3 separate regions of the Pan troglodytes genome follow, and regions 2 and 3 are each linked to region 1. Evidence: chromatin contacts called from public Hi-C data. All regions are on one chromosome and are shown on one strand. Each heading gives the region's core, a stretch centred on a gene start, on an enhancer-like site or on the middle of the called end of the contact. The rest is flanking DNA. Distances are from core to core; before and after follow the strand shown. Region 1 overlaps ME3 (malic enzyme 3). Region 2 has its middle 21 kb from the start of PRSS23. Region 3 has its middle 50 kb from the start of PRSS23.

Evidence for each region. A called contact is a pair of places that touch in the nucleus more often than the background predicts.
Region 2: a contact with region 1 is called in a Hi-C map of stem cell-derived neural progenitor cells, with 3 times the contacts expected there. The contact joins two enhancer-like sites. A contact is called at or near these places in 5 of 7 Hi-C or Micro-C datasets (blood, induced pluripotent stem cells, a lymphoblastoid cell line and 1 more), 1 of 1 datasets of contacts at active chromatin or transcription factors (stem cell-derived excitatory neurons) and 1 of 1 other capture datasets (stem cell-derived neural stem cells).
Region 3: a contact with region 1 is called in a Hi-C map of stem cell-derived neural progenitor cells, with 3 times the contacts expected there. The contact joins two enhancer-like sites. A contact is called at or near these places in 2 of 7 Hi-C or Micro-C datasets (blood and stem cell-derived neural progenitor cells).

What each region holds. Positions count from the first base shown.
Region 1 is chr9:88,469,495-88,474,484 of NHGRI_mPanTro3-v2.0_pri, forward strand. The region is part of intron 8 of ME3 (malic enzyme 3); the gene reads right to left. Among named protein-coding and RNA genes, the nearest start is that of CCDC81, 82 kb to the left of the region's middle. Within about 2 kb of position 3,042, at least 2 of the 24 cell types and tissues checked have an H3K27ac peak or open chromatin away from gene starts, as enhancers often do. A contact at or near this core is called in stem cell-derived neural progenitor cells, where this site is marked.
Region 2 is chr9:88,825,074-88,830,063 of NHGRI_mPanTro3-v2.0_pri, forward strand. No RefSeq gene overlaps it. Among named protein-coding and RNA genes, the nearest start is that of PRSS23, 21 kb to the left of the region's middle. Within about 2 kb of position 1,933, at least 2 of the 24 cell types and tissues checked have an H3K27ac peak or open chromatin away from gene starts, as enhancers often do. A contact at or near this core is called in stem cell-derived neural progenitor cells, where this site is marked.
Region 3 is chr9:88,754,362-88,759,351 of NHGRI_mPanTro3-v2.0_pri, forward strand. No RefSeq gene overlaps it. Among named protein-coding and RNA genes, the nearest start is that of PRSS23, 50 kb to the right of the region's middle. Within about 2 kb of position 2,885, at least 11 of the 24 cell types and tissues checked have an H3K27ac peak or open chromatin away from gene starts, as enhancers often do. A contact at or near this core is called in stem cell-derived neural progenitor cells, where this site is marked.

The sequences.
Region 1 (4,990 bases), core at 1,792-4,291:
CCTCCCAAAGTGCTGGGATTACAGGCGTTAGCCACCACACCTGGCCAGAGTTGTTTTTGTTGTGTGGAAGTACACATGTGCCAGACAGTGTATATGGATGCTGGGTAGCCAGAAGGATGGACTGTACCAATTATTGGGTAATTGTTTATTAGCTTCTTTACACTGCTTTGTCTGCAAACCACTTTTCAGCTTTGCCAACTTGCTCTATGCTGGGCTCTGCCAATAGTAGGTGCTAGAGGGAGACAAAGGCTAGATGAGGGGGATAATATGCTTCCCCCCTATCACCCCAGCATCATCCATCTTGTTAGGATTGCAAGGTAAAATGTAGGACACTTTGTAAAATTTGAATTTTAGATAAACAACAAGATTTTTTTAAGTATAAGTATGTCCTATGCAATATGAGCATAAATACACTAAAAATTATTTGTTTCTAACACCAAAATTTAACTGAGTGTCCTGCATTTTGGTTTTGCTAAATCTGGCAGCCCCACAGCCTTAGTTCTTCAACTCCATGGCAGCAGTTTGTTCCTGAAGCAGAAGTTGAACCCAGTTTGCAGTTTGGCTGTCACTGAGAGAACTAGTCTCATAGCTGCCACTCAGTGACACCAACGCCACTAACTGCCACCTCCTCTTTCCTTTGTTCCCTTAGCCTCAGAAGTTGTAGCAGATCCTTAGTGTTTCTTTTTTGGCTTTTGAATTCTTTAATAGACAATTAACATTTTAAAAAATATTAAGTGTTCTCTATTAAAGCAAGTGGTATAGACTCTGATACAGAGAGCTCACAATAAAGTAATCACAATCAGCAACACTCCACGATGGTGAAACCAAAACAAAACAAAGCAAAAGGAAATTAAAGTAGGACTATTTATGGCTTACTACATTTGGATAATTAAAAAAATTGTTGTCATCTATGGCTGGTGAGGGAGGAATGAAAAGTAAAATGTTCCAATATACTTTGTGTTTTAAAGTGCTACAATCTTTAGTGGAGAACTGTTTCCCCATCTAGAGCAAAGGCATAAAATATTTTTGCCCTTTGACCTTATACTTCTACTTTTGAGAATCTCTATATAGAAAAGTCCAAAATGTATATACTAGGATGTTTATGACAGTGTTATTTATAATACAGAATGGCTGGAAATAACCTACACATCTAACAGAGGAGTAATGATTAAGTAAAGTAGCCAGTGTAGACACAGTAGACTGTTTTATAGCTATTAAAAATGATCATCATGAATATTATGCAGCAACATGGAAAATGCTGTGAAGCTAGTCACTAACATCAGATATTGTTCCAAGTACTTTATATGTCTTAACATGAAGACAGTTATTCATTTAATCCTCATTATTGCCATCCTCATTTTACAGATTGGGAAAATAAGGTATGGTTTGCTGAATTGTACAAGATCATATAACAGAGCCAGGATGTGAATCCAGGGAATCAAGCTCTAGGGCCTGTGTGCTTAAGCACTAACCTATGTTCCATTGAGTTGGCTGGAAGGAAGAGAACATTAAATAGTATGCATATGATGATTCTAATTGTAATGTATCACACACATAGAATCCAGAAGGAACTTACAAAATACTAATGGTTGCAGGGTGGGAGTATGAGTGAATTTTCTATATTGTCTGTTTCCAGTTTTCCAGGTGGCTTATTTTTAGCTAGCTCTGGGGTGGGCCTTCTCCTAGATTTATACTTGGCTCAGTGGCTGAGATAGGGGGTACAGCAAACAGTTGGTGGCCAATAAGTGCACATTCATCATTGTGGACATCAGAAGGCGGGACTCTATGCAGGATCATACTTCTCAGAAGATGGGGTGCAGGCACCCCTGTCTTCACACAGCTGTGGCCTAGAGGGAGTGCTGAACTGTTGGCAGTGTCACAGAGACAGGGCTAAGGATACTGGGACTTCCTAACATCCTTCCCATGGTCCGCAAAGTACACAGTGTGCACCCTCTGAGGGCCTACAAAGTGACAGGCACCATGCTAGGCACTGTCGAAGACAGATGAATCAAACATGATCCCTGCCATCAGAGAACTCCCAGTTTACCAAAACTTGGGCACAAAACAGTAGAACACAGTGGGTAGTCAGAGATCACTGGAAATTGTTACATTCATTTATTTTTTGAGCATCAATTATGAACCAGGCTCAGGTACTGAGGATACCATGGTAACAAAATAGACCAAGCTCATTTCTGTTTGTAAGGAAAGAAATTACTAAATGATTACAAGTGTGATGGCTTTTATAAAACAGTTGTTCATGACATACTTTTTGTTAGTTTATGTACAGAAAAGTATGTTATCAGTATCAACCTACCTCTGCAGTGCCTCCCCGTGTACTCCATGTACCAGTAGCTTTATTCATTGTTCCCTAAACATATCATGCATGTTTATACTTAGGTACATTTCCCCTGCTATTCTACCTATCTAGAAGACCATTTTGCAGTTCATTATTCCTTAAGACTGCCCAAATGATCAGCAAGACATTCCTTGCTACCCCAGGCATCCTTAACCATGCCTCCTTTTCCCATATCTACCTTTTTATCTAACCTGAATGAAGCTGGACTATATCATGGTCAGGCTCAGCACTGTACTGCATTCAAAAGAAACACCAAGCTGACATCCAAGGAAGTATCAACAAGCAGTTTAAATAGTATTCAAATCACTTAAAGAAAGGGCGAGGAGAATTGCATTGTATGACCCTCTTCTGAAATCCCCAAATCCCCTTTGTCCTTAATTTTCTCCAAAGTCCACTTATTATGTGGAACTCCCCATTTTCTCTGCCTCCCTCCAAGTAACTCCATACTTCTTACTCTCCGCCCATAAAACCCTCTTTCATTTCAGTTCTACGGAGTCAGAATTTGTATTTAAAAAGATCTCCAGATGATTTGTATGCCATTCCAGTTTGAGATGCACTGAACTAGATAGCCTCTCTAGGTGAGGTACTAGTTTCCTGCCATTGTCTAGCGGGAGTTTTCTGCTCATCGGAGTCTGTTTCAGGACAGCCTTTTGCCTCCCTGAAAGGAGGGGTTGCGCAAAGCATTTGCCACCAGATGGCGCCAAAGGTATTCCATCAGAGATGATCTCGCAGACACTACACTCTGGATGGGTCTTTTTTCTTTTTGGGTGTCAACCGTCTTCTGGGGTTATTTGCAGGTTGAATAACTCGGCTTCCTCACAGAAATTCGGTGCTGGATGGGGATTGGAGATCATGGCATTTAACAGTTGTACAGATGAGGAAACTGACAGAGAAAGGTGGCTTGGCCCTGTCAGTCACCCAAAGCAAGGAAACCTGGGGGTTTCCTTCCCAGGTTTGCTTCCATCCCTTCATGATCTCTGCTGCTCAGACAGCCCTTCCTGACTATAGTTGAAGGCAGCAGGAGAGGTGTTATGGGGTTTCTCTGGGGAAGGACGGAGCAGGGTGGTAGCAGAGGCAGAGGGAAGTGAACTTAGGCAGTAGATGTCAACATTCAGCTGTACCTCTGGAAGGGGAGGGGAGCTCAGAACAATGGGAAATCTGATGGGAAAGAGTCACACATTACAATAAAAGGATGCAAGGTCAGCTGCCATTTATTGATCACTCTTACTGTGGCCTTGGCTCTGTGCTATGTGCTTACCAGCACAGCATTTGCTCAATTAATCTTCCCAACAACTCCATGAAGTAGGGACTACTGTGCTCCTATTTTTTGCCCTTAAAAGTGGAGAATGACACTCAAGGGAAATGGAACTAATCAGGACAGAACTTCTGAATCCTATCACCACCAAGTCTTCAGACCCTCTGCCTCCAATGTCCAAGTACTTGCTTTTCCCCCTGTTACCATCGATGCCTCCCTGCTTCTAGCTAAAGCACCACTTGTCTAATGGATCCCATCATTTTTGCCTACTTGTCCCATTGTTCCCACTCCTATTTCCTGCATATTCAATTTTGCCCTCTCTACTGGATCATTCTCATCAGCATACAAATACACTGTAAAACTTCCATCTTTAAAAGGCCCTCCCTTGGTCCTATATGTCCCACCCTATTTCTTGCTCTCCTTTATAGCCAAACTCTTCTAGAGAGCTGAATATATTAACTGCATCTAGTTCTTTCCTCCTTGGTCCCCATGAAACCCAGTCCAATCAAATGACTGACCCACCTCTTGTCAGGGTCCCCAAGTACCTCCAGGTGGCCAAATTCAGTAATCAGTTCTCAGCCTTCTTCTTTCTTGACCTCTCAGCAGCATTTGGTACTGTTGCCCATTTTTTTTCCTTTGGGAAGCTATTTCTGCACTTGGTACAGGCCAGAACTCAAGAGGAAAAACAGTGGTTCTTAAGCTCCAAATTACAAAGTTTGGCAAATAAAGTTATCTCCATCATTAACTTGCATTTTTGGGGTGCTCTTGGGCTATGCACTAGGGGTTTAAAACTGGAAAGGAAGCTACTTAGCTGTTTCAAGGTAACCACTCTGAGAAGCCCATGAGTCCAGGGATGTGCTGGAACATGACTTGTGCCCATAAATGCCATGGGCAGCTGAAAGTGTGGCTGGTTGTTCCTATTCATGGTAAAAGAAAAAGAAGTTTTCTTTTTCAGAGGGAGATTTCCATAATTACATTTCCTGCAAACTGAGTACTTGAGGTTGTAGCTTCAGGAAATAGCACAAAAGGACATGCTGAAAATGTAGTTTCTGCTTTTAATAGTCATATTTGACAAAGTTAAAGGCGTTTCCATGCTGAACAATAGATTATTGGAGGAAAGAATTTACTGCTTTATCAGGTAAGGGAAAACTTCTGACCCAGGCAGCAAGAAGGACAGAAAGAGTTAGGCTCTGTCAGGGTCTGGCCACGGTGGCTTTGGAGGCCTGGATCCCTATTGGGACAGAACAACCTCTGCTATGAGGCCACACCTGCTTCCACGATCCATAAGATTTACCTTTCTACAGTAGATACTGCCATTCATTTATTCATTAGTATGTGCTGAGTGTTTGTTCTGGGCCTTCTCTGGGCTAGGCCTTGAA
Region 2 (4,990 bases), core at 683-3,182, 350 kb after region 1:
ACTTTTCTCTCTCATTTATAGTGAAAATACTTGGAAGTTACTTTAAGAAAACCAGTGTGGCCTTTTTCCCACTAGCTTTAAAAGGGCCCCTTTTGCTGGAATGCTCTAGGTTATAGATAAACAATTAGATATAATAGCAAAAATGAAAATTGGAAGAATGCAAAATGGATCAGAATCATGCCTTCCAATAAAGGCCTTTACAAATGTTTTATCAATACGATTATCAAATCACAGCATATACAGAAAAGACTTGGACTTATTGTATGTTTTTATTTTATGGCTCTCGGCCTAAGCACTTCTTTCTAAATGTATCAGGGAGAAAAAAGCAAATGGACTACAAGCACGTGTTTGCTGTGCTTGCACCCCAGGTAAACCTGCATTGTAGCAATTTGTAAGGATATTCAGATGGAGCACTGTCACTTAGACATTCTCTGGGGGATTTTTTGCTTGTCTTTCTTGAGCTTTTTGGAAAGATAATTCTGATAAGGCACTCAAGAAACGTACAACCACAGTGCTTTCTTCAAATCATATGAGAAATACTATGCATAGCAAGGAGATGCAGAGCTGCCAGGAAAATTCTGAGTTCCGGCACAGTTTTCTTTGGAATCTAACAGGAATCTAGCCTGAGGAAGAAGGGAGGTCTCCATTTCTATGTCTGGTATTTGGGGGTTTTGTTTGTTTTTGCTTTAGCTTGGTGAAAAAAAGTTCACTGAACACCAAGACCAGAATGGATTTTTAAAAAAAAATAGATGTTCCTTTTGTGAAGCACCTTGATTCCTTGATTTTGATTTTTTGCAAAGTTAGACAATGGCACAAAGTCAAAATGAAATCAATGTTTAGTTCACAGGTAGATGTAATTTACTAAAGAATGATACACCCATATGCTATATACAGCTTAACTCACAGAACTGTAAAAGAAAATTATAAAATAATTCAACATGTCCATCTTTTTAGTGTTAATAAAAGAAAGCATGGTATTAAACTATCATAGCAGTAGACAGAAAAAGAAAAAAGGACTCATGGCATTATTAATATAATTAGTGCTTTACATGTATTAGTTATACATATTAGAAGCATATTTGCCTAGTAAGGCTAGTAGAACCACATTTCCCAAAGTGTGCTCCTTAAACACTCATGCCTTACGATTTTCTACCAAAAGTAAAAAGGGTTGTATTAAGTCAGAGGAAGATGCCTCTCCATTTTCCCTCTCTTTATCAGAGGTTCACATGCTTGTCTGCACATTAAAAGCTCTGGGAAGACCTGTTGTAAAGGGACAAGTTGAGGTTGTAAAAATCTGCATTTAAATAAACATCTTTGATCACAAAACCCTTGTTTTCTCATATAATGCCTATAAGCAATCTGGTGTTCTAATAAATACATTCTGGGGATCTCTGTAACAGCCTTTTGGTTGAGGTGGTAATGTAGAAAGAATGATGAGTCCGAGTGGGGTCAGGTGTCTGTGCCTTTAGGGTTTAACCAGACCCTGTAACCAGGATTTGGAAATCTTCACAGCGTGAAATTAGAAGTAATAAATTTGAAAATTATCTGTCGCTGAGAATCAGAAGTTTGTGGCAGAACTGGGGACACATATTTTACATAGACTTTACTCCAAATTTTGAATTTTGGAAAGGAGATAGTGTTTTTAAAAGGTGGGAAAATAGCCTTAAAGAGGTAAAGAAATAGGAGCAGAGTTGTATGTGTAATCTTTCTTTTTACTGTTTTTGGACCAAAAAGGGATTGAAATACCAAGGTCATGCTCCCAATTCCCTGTTCTTTGTGTAGCTCAGTCTACCTGCTTGGGGAGATGGGAAGTACCTGGTGATGCCTGGATCATGTATTCAAGGAATCACTCTTTCTCTAACAAACCCCACAGGAGGTCTTTAATGCAGAACTTGTTAAGAATGACTAAGCCTGCCCTGGAATGATGACTCTAGGCTGCTGTCTGCTAACTGAAGGGTAAATGGCAGCCATCCAGGGAGTCCAGAGGAATTCTGACAGTGATCCCCAACACTCACTGAGGGCTTCCTTCTTACTTTGCCTGGGTTCTGCTGCTGTTCATGTCTGCACTTTTTCTTTGTTCTTGTCATGAACCAGTTCAAGTATGCCTTGAAGTTGCCTCTGACCATTGATTTCTATGGATGTTTGATAAGGCAGCCATTTCATTTATCATTCAGAATGGGATTCTTTTGAGAATGCTATGACTAATGAAGCTGGGGCAGCAGGTGTAAGCCAGGTATGTCTTGGCCAACAAGCATGTTTGGTCACTTAATTATTAACCTTTCAAAGCTCTGTATAGCGTGCAGACTGGCAGCCATCCTTGCTAATCTAGGAACAAAGGTGGGGCTGCAGCTCCCTGCGTTTCTCCTCTCTGGGCTTCCATTGTGATTCCTGTGATACCTTCTTTGCCTGGCTCAGCATTCTGAGGGCCTCCAATAGGGGAAGGGCATTTAAAAATCCTTTTGATGGGGTGGGGTCATCGTACATACATGGTAGACATGAGGCCATTTCTGGACGATCAACAACACATCTGTTTTTAGTCTGGGGTTCCCCCCGGAGGAGGAAATAAACCAGCTTCCAGAACAAGAGTAAACAGGGGTTGGCCGGGCATGGTGGCTCATGTCTGTAATCCTAGCACTTTGGGAGGCTGAGGCAGGTGGATCACTTGAGGTGAGGAGCTCCAGACCAGCCCTGCTAACATGGTGAAACCCCATCACTACTAAAAATACAAAAATTGGCCGGGCATGGTGGCGCATGCCTGTAATCCCAGCTGCTAGGGAAGCTAAGGCAGGAGAATCGCTTGAAACTAGGAGTCGGAGATTGCAATGAGCCAAAATTATGCCACTGTACTCCAGCCTAGGCAACAGAGTGAGACTCTGTCTCAAAAAAAAAAAAAAAAAAAAAAAAGAAAAAGAAAAAAGAAAGGGTAAACAGGATTGAGAGCTGAGATAGCAGCCTGGTATGGGAAGATGATGGCCTTGGAATTGGGCAGACTGATTCCACAGTTGTCTAGTTCCTTGTGGCAAATAAATCCCAATGCATTGTGGTTTAAAATTTAAACCCTCCTATATGATTTAAAGATCCTCCCTCTTCTGGGTTCCAGCTTCTCAATGGGCTCATTTGAAGCTGAGGAAGAGAGAAAGGAGACAGGCATCTTTATCTGACTCACTGCAGTGATGTTCTCTCTTCATTGCTTGCTGCTTCTCAGATAACACCAGCTCTTCTACCCTCCTTAGCCCTTACCTATGGTGATATAACCCTCTGTCTCCTGCGCACCTTTATCTAACAGATAGCTGTCTCAAGTACACAGCCAGCAAGATGCTTCAAGCCCAGTCATCTTGTTTCCTATTTGCATAACCCACAAGAAACTCATAGGCTTGCTATACCTGTGTGTTAGTGGCTTATTGAGAATTTGGGAGGGAATATGTTTGAGCCTCAACAAACTGAAGTGCAAGGGCCCCTGGCAGTATCAAATTTGTTCTGTTTAAGAGACAGATGGGGAAGAGTTCAAAAAGATAGATTCCAGCCAGCTCATATAGAAATTAAGGATTCTGTCAAGGTCTTTTTAATTCATCTTACTTGCTGGGGGATACAGTCAAAGGACTTTAAGTAGGAGCCCTGGTGGGGCCTAATCAGGACCGACTTATCCATGAAGGGACAGTAGGCACAGTGTCTAGGTCCCACAGCAGTTTCAGAGATCACACAGAAATATTTATTTTAAAATCAGAAGAAGAAAGTTAATTTTTAAGCCTAATAAAATGTGTTAATATAATGTTAATATATTTATATTAACAGCCATAAAATATAATTTTTAATATTTTTTAATGGAGAAGGAGGCTTATGAAGGCAAAAGGGCTTAGGGCCCACAAAAATCACAATGCAGCCCTGAAACTCATTCATATTTGACAATATCTCTTTGGATGCTAAATGGAGAATGGATTTTAGGCAGTGGCAATGGGAAAACTAGTAATCCAGGTAAGAAATGGCAGTGACTTTGACTTTGGAAGTAGAGGATATTGAATAGTGGTCATATCTGGAAGAGTATATATTTGAAAGTAGAGCCAACATGAATAGGTGTGGTAAAGGAGGAATCAAGAATGACTGCTTGGCTTGGGGCCTGAGCATCCACAGAGATTCCAGGTGCCATTTGCTGAGATGGGAAAGACTAAAGGAAGAGAATTAGATTCTGCTGTGGAAATGAAAACCGAGAATTCCTGTGTCAGTCATGTTAGGTTTCAACTGTCTAGCGGACACCCAAATGCCAATGTCAAATGAACTATAGGATCTCTGATTGTGAAGCTCAGTAGAAATATCTCAAATGCACTTGTAGGTGATATTTAAACCACAGAGAAATAATATCACCTGGGGAGAGAATGAGGCTTGAGAAGAGGGCTGAGGACAGAGTCCCAGTCCACCAACATTTAGATGTTGGGTTCAGTAGAAGAGAAAGAGGAAGAGGAGGAGGAGGAGGAGGCAGTAAGGAAGCTGGTAAGAAGCCACCAATAAGGTTAAGGACAACAAGGAAAATGTGGCCTCAAAGAAACCAAGAGAAAAATGTTGGAAGCCAGGTTGAGGAAGTGAGAGACAAAGGGTGGGACAAGATCAGATTGTGCTTCAGGTTATGTTTAGAAATGTCCCTCTGGCTATGGTGGGAAAGACGGGGTGGAAGGCAGGAGACCAGAGAGGAGTCTATCTAGTCCTCCAAGCTCCAGCTGTTTTCATGACAAGCAGAACCTTGCCTTGTCTGTCTCTGTGCACCCACCATGCAAGCATGGGGCACTGTGCACCAGGTATGCTTATCATGCCTGTGAATGAGGGATTGATTAACTGAATCCTCCAGGGACCCTTGGAACAGCTCTGCCCACAAGAAGAGCAAGAACCCAGGCATCAATGGGGTGGTGCAAACATGGGCTCAGGGAGGCCCTCTGCCATCCCCTCCTGCCTGGACCAATGTTTTCTGAGAGGCAGAAAGTGCAGGGTGACTCTTCACTGT
Region 3 (4,990 bases), core at 1,635-4,134, 280 kb after region 1:
TTTATGTTATAAAAGCCAGCAGTGTCACCATAGACAACTTCCTTCCTTTGTTGGAGCAATTTTCAAAAACACAGATCACAGTATTATTCAGTACAGTAAACCACACCCTCCACCCCTTTATTGTTATTGACAACAGCAGGGCAGAGTGTGTAAGTCATATCCAAGTGGAAAACATTGGCTCCAATGCATCCTATTGTGAAATCCTCATGCATTGTGTTGCAGCACTGACAACAAAGGAAAAATTAAGAAACATAAAGAGGGAGAAGAAAAAAGATTCCAGATGGAATAAGACAAAAGAGAGAGAGAGGTTCAAAAAGCAGTAGGCCAAGATATGCTGTGAATGCCCAAGACTCTGGTTCTCTTAAATCAATACTAGTCCATGACAGCAAACATTTATTGAGTATTTGCTGTATACAAGGCATGGGTTGATTCTATACATATTTATTTGGTCTTCTCAACAACCTTGAAAACACCTTTGCAAACTTACAACAGTAAGAGAAATCTAAAATAGTTGTCTCCATCTTGCTTCTGACCTCCAACTTGTCCTTGGTCATTCCTGGGCATAGGCCAAGATAACCTTGGGTGGAATTTAGTTTATGGTTAACTCAAAAGCAAGGATGATAATAGTCCCTCCCTAAAATGAACTCTTTCCTTGCTCGGGGACTGAAAACTCCCTTTGTGGGGTTTTTATTTTATTTTATTTTATTTTCGAAAACTATCTTTGTAAACTAGAATAGGATTCTGGGAAGGGCCCGAATTCTGCTAAAGTGTTGGCATAGTTTCTATAATCCCTTACCGCTCAGGAGTCATGTGGCCAGAGGTTATAAAATTTGTGGCTTCCCTAATTGCTTCTATAGATAGTGTCACTATTGTAGAACCTAAAATTGATTTTTTGAGATATCTTTCAGACTGACCCCTCCTGGACTCTGACTCATGACTCAGCTAATCCTGTGGCTCTACCCAGAGGCAAACTCACTGCCTGAGGACCATTTTCCACACCTCTACTCTTTCAACCCCAACCAATAAGCAGCACCCATTTCCCAGCCCCCTACCCACCAACTTGTGCATAAAACTCCTAAGCTCTGAGCCTTCAAGGAGACTGAATTGAGTGAGAATTCCAGTTCTCCTGTATGGGCTGGCCTTGTGTCGATTAAACTCTTTCTCTACTGCAATGCCCCAACCTCAGTGAACAGATTTTGGCTGTGCAGAGGGCAGGAAGAACCCAACAGGCAATTACAACCTTGTGAAGTTGGTATTATTTTACAGATGAGTAGGAACATAAGGCTTAGAGAAGTAAGGAGCATTGACTGAAGTCACAGATCCTGTAAATGGCAGAGCTGGAATCTGTGTCTCCATGGTCTAAACTTCTTCCATTCCCTACTGACACGCTGTGCCCTGGAGACCCTAACCCTACAGGCACAGTTGATTGGACATCTGACATAAACAGCTAATCCATGGGGAGAACTGGGATGTCTGTGACCAGAACCAAATATGAGATCGGAGCCAATTTTGTTCCTCTCTTACGATTTTAGAGTCTGGAAAAATCATAGCCAGTTAGCTATGGAGCCAAAGGTTAATGAGATGGACTCAATACAGGGGCAGCCATTCTGAGCCATGGGCAAACTACAGTGAGGAGCACTGCAGGCAGGAGAAAAGGGAAGACAAGGCACCAAGAGACAGAGGGTGAGAGGGATCGGAGACAGAGACACAGAGCCAAAGAGAATGGAGCCTAGAGCTAGCCACCTTGGCTCCTGACAGAGTCTTGATTTTAGGCCCAAGGGGTCCTGGCTGCACTATGGCACCTATCCTTGGCTTCCTGTGAGGTCTCCATATTCTTACAATGATTCTTTCCACCTAAGCTCATGTGAATGGGCCTCTGTAGCAACCCCCAAAATTCTGATTTCAACAGCCTGATGCAAGAGCCACCTTACCATCTGACTGCAGGCCCCCATCTTCATTTACAATAACAGCCATACCCACCATGTGTCCCAGGACAGTTGACAAGACAGAGTTTCCATAGGTCTAGTTCCTCATCTCTGTTGCTTTGATTAACCTGCCACTGCCACCATCCCTGAATAGAGAATATGTCTTCAGCCTCCAGGCCACTCCCTACCAGTCCCACCTTTCCTCCTATGGCCTATCTCCAGGTCTCTTGCCCTCATGGGTGCAACAGCCACCTTCTCAGGTCACCAGACTGCAGCTCAAGGGATACCAAGGAGCAGGTGTTCAGCCCTGAACATTGCCTTCCACTCTCATTCCTAGAGGTCCCCAAAAAATGACCCCCCTCCTCCAATACCCAGATGTGGGTTTTTAGGAATTAATCTGGACATATAATAAAGAAAAACAGAAGCAGTCCAATAAAGAGATGTAGACATGAGCAGACCCTGGCTTCTTGTCTAGATTCTCATCCTAACTGGCTGTGTTATCTCAGGCAAGTTGGCCGATATCTCTGAGTCTTGGATTTCTTACCTACAGTGACAGGGAGGGTGGATAACATGAGAATGAGGCTCCTTCCCACTCTGACATTCTAAGATCCAAATTTAAATACCAATCAGTTCGATTGGCATTTAGAGAAGAGGATCCTAGATTCTTTCTGAAACGTGTGCTTTATCATCACACCTGTTCAGGCAGCAAGTATCAGCAAAGCACCTATAGCAGTGCAGACTGGATGTGGAAAAGGAACTAAATTATCACAGAAGATACAGCATACTAACTGAAGGTTCAGAAAAAAAGGGAGGGGGGCTTCATGTCTAAGAGAAGAAGGAAGGTGTGGGCAACTGTATGAACAGCAGAGGTGCAAGGGCATGTGCATTGCTGAAACAGCAGATTTATAAGCATGTATCACAGCAGGCTGGGCTTGCAGGCTTTATTTAGGTAAAACTCCCATTGAGCTTCAGCTCCCAGTGCCCAGTCTGACTCAGAGCTTCAGAATTTTGTCCTGCAGTGCGATGAGTCATGGTGATGAAATTTCAAGAGAAAAGGACATTCTTAAAATTAGCTGTAAGACAGCAACTGGCTGTGCTTTTGCTCTGTAAGTGCCTTTTCCAGGTTATTTGAATTCCTCCTTTTTCAAGGCAACTGGAATGGTTGGGAATGGAGGCCCAGGAATAGGCCTCTCGTTTGCCTGCCCTTGGCCACTCAGATTCCCAAAACTCCAGGGCCTCTCAGTGCTTGCTCTTTTCAAGGAAGCAAGCCAAGGACTGGGGCACTGACCCTCAGGCCTGGTCTGCCCTTCACTCTTCCGCCTGATATCTTGTGGTTCTAAGAGAATGGAGTCCTCACAGGCGCCCAAGGCTAAGGTTGGGCTGGGCTGGGTTGACCACCCCAGCTAGAAGTTCCACCATTGAACAAAGATGGAGTGTGAGAGTCTCTTCTTACCCAACCTAATTCCTCCGACTGCACAAGCCCACTTTGTGCCTTTTGACCGTGCCTCCTCTCAGGGCAGGAAATCAAAGCTGACACTGGCTTTGCAGTTGGAATATTTCCATCAGGAATGAGATGTAAATGAACAATTTCTCCACTGTTTCCTGTACAACAGAGGGTTCTGTTGAGATTGGACAGGCGTGGCTCAGTTCCCTTCTTTTATTTACCCTGATGGAGAGCGTGTTCTCAATGTTTCCATCCCTCCTCAGGGATGTGCTGTCTAATGAGTATAATTGGGATTCCCCTCAACAAATCCAAATATTCAAAGAGCTACCCAGGTCTTTAGGGAATGTGAATGGAACTACAAGCAGGAACTATGAGCCCAGCCCAGCTGGTGAGATTCAAGAGGCTTCAAAAGGCCTAAATATATCTCCCTTTTGCCAAGTTCTTCCTATCAATATGCATATATTCATTTAGTCTTTCATTTAACAAGAATTGATTGCATACCAACCATATGGCATCACTGAGCTGGATATAGAGAATATTAACATAAATAAAATACAGCTGCTGCCACAAAGAACACATCTTTCAGTATGGAAATAGTGGTAAGCAATCAGTTATAATGCAAGATGGAGTGCTATCATAGAAGTGTATACAAAATATGAGATGCAGAAAGAAGGAATGGAAAGGTAGGGATGTGATCAGGCTCTAAGAGAAAAGTAAAGATGTGTATTAGTAATTAGGTCAACAAACCAAAAAAACAGACAAAACCTTTTCTGGTTTGTATAACCAGTATGTTGAACAAGCATGACTCATGGCATAAGAATACACTGTTGACTTCTCCTGTCCTGGAGCTCTCCTGCCCCACACTCTCTCTCTCTGCTGTTTCAGATCCAACACAGTTAAAGCCATGGGCAGGAGAAGAGGTAAAGCAATAGTACAGATTTGACTTGAGTCTGGTCTTTGGCCAAGGGAAGCATCCCCTGGGTGAGCCAGAGCAGCACTCTTCTCGTAGGGGCCATGCCATGGGTTGCTCCCAGGTCCCTTTGTGGGACCTCTGTCCTGCAGTCACCTTGACCCTGACAGATGTGTCGCCATTCCTGGAGCCACTTGAGGCATTGAGGAGCAGCACATTTCCAATCTTCCTGCCAAAATCCCTTCACTTCTCTCACAGGCACTTTCAGACAAGATCTAAGATGGCCCACAGAACGGTTCTCTTTCTGGTGTGTCCCACATCTAGTGCACAGGAAATGACCTTGAACAACTCTGGGAATGCATTCCAAACCCACCCAGCGCACCTCCTGGTTCCTGAACCTAGACAGCAAGTTACTCCTCTCTCATCCTCTGCCCACAGCGGGCAGGAGCCAGGACCCAGCCATGGTCTGCTCTCCCAGACATTACTCAGGCACTAGTTCTCTATGGTCCCTCATGCAAGGAATATCTTTTCACGTTCTCCTGCAGCACCTCCATGCCTCCCTCTAAGGGAGAGGGCTGTAACAGCTCTCTCCAAAGGAATCTCTTCTCTAATCCTCTCTCCAAGCTGGTCCCTCTGACCCTTTCCTCTACCCTTGACCTGGCTGAGGGCCAAGACTGAAGGTACATGAGCCCTTTTCTTGAAAATCCACAT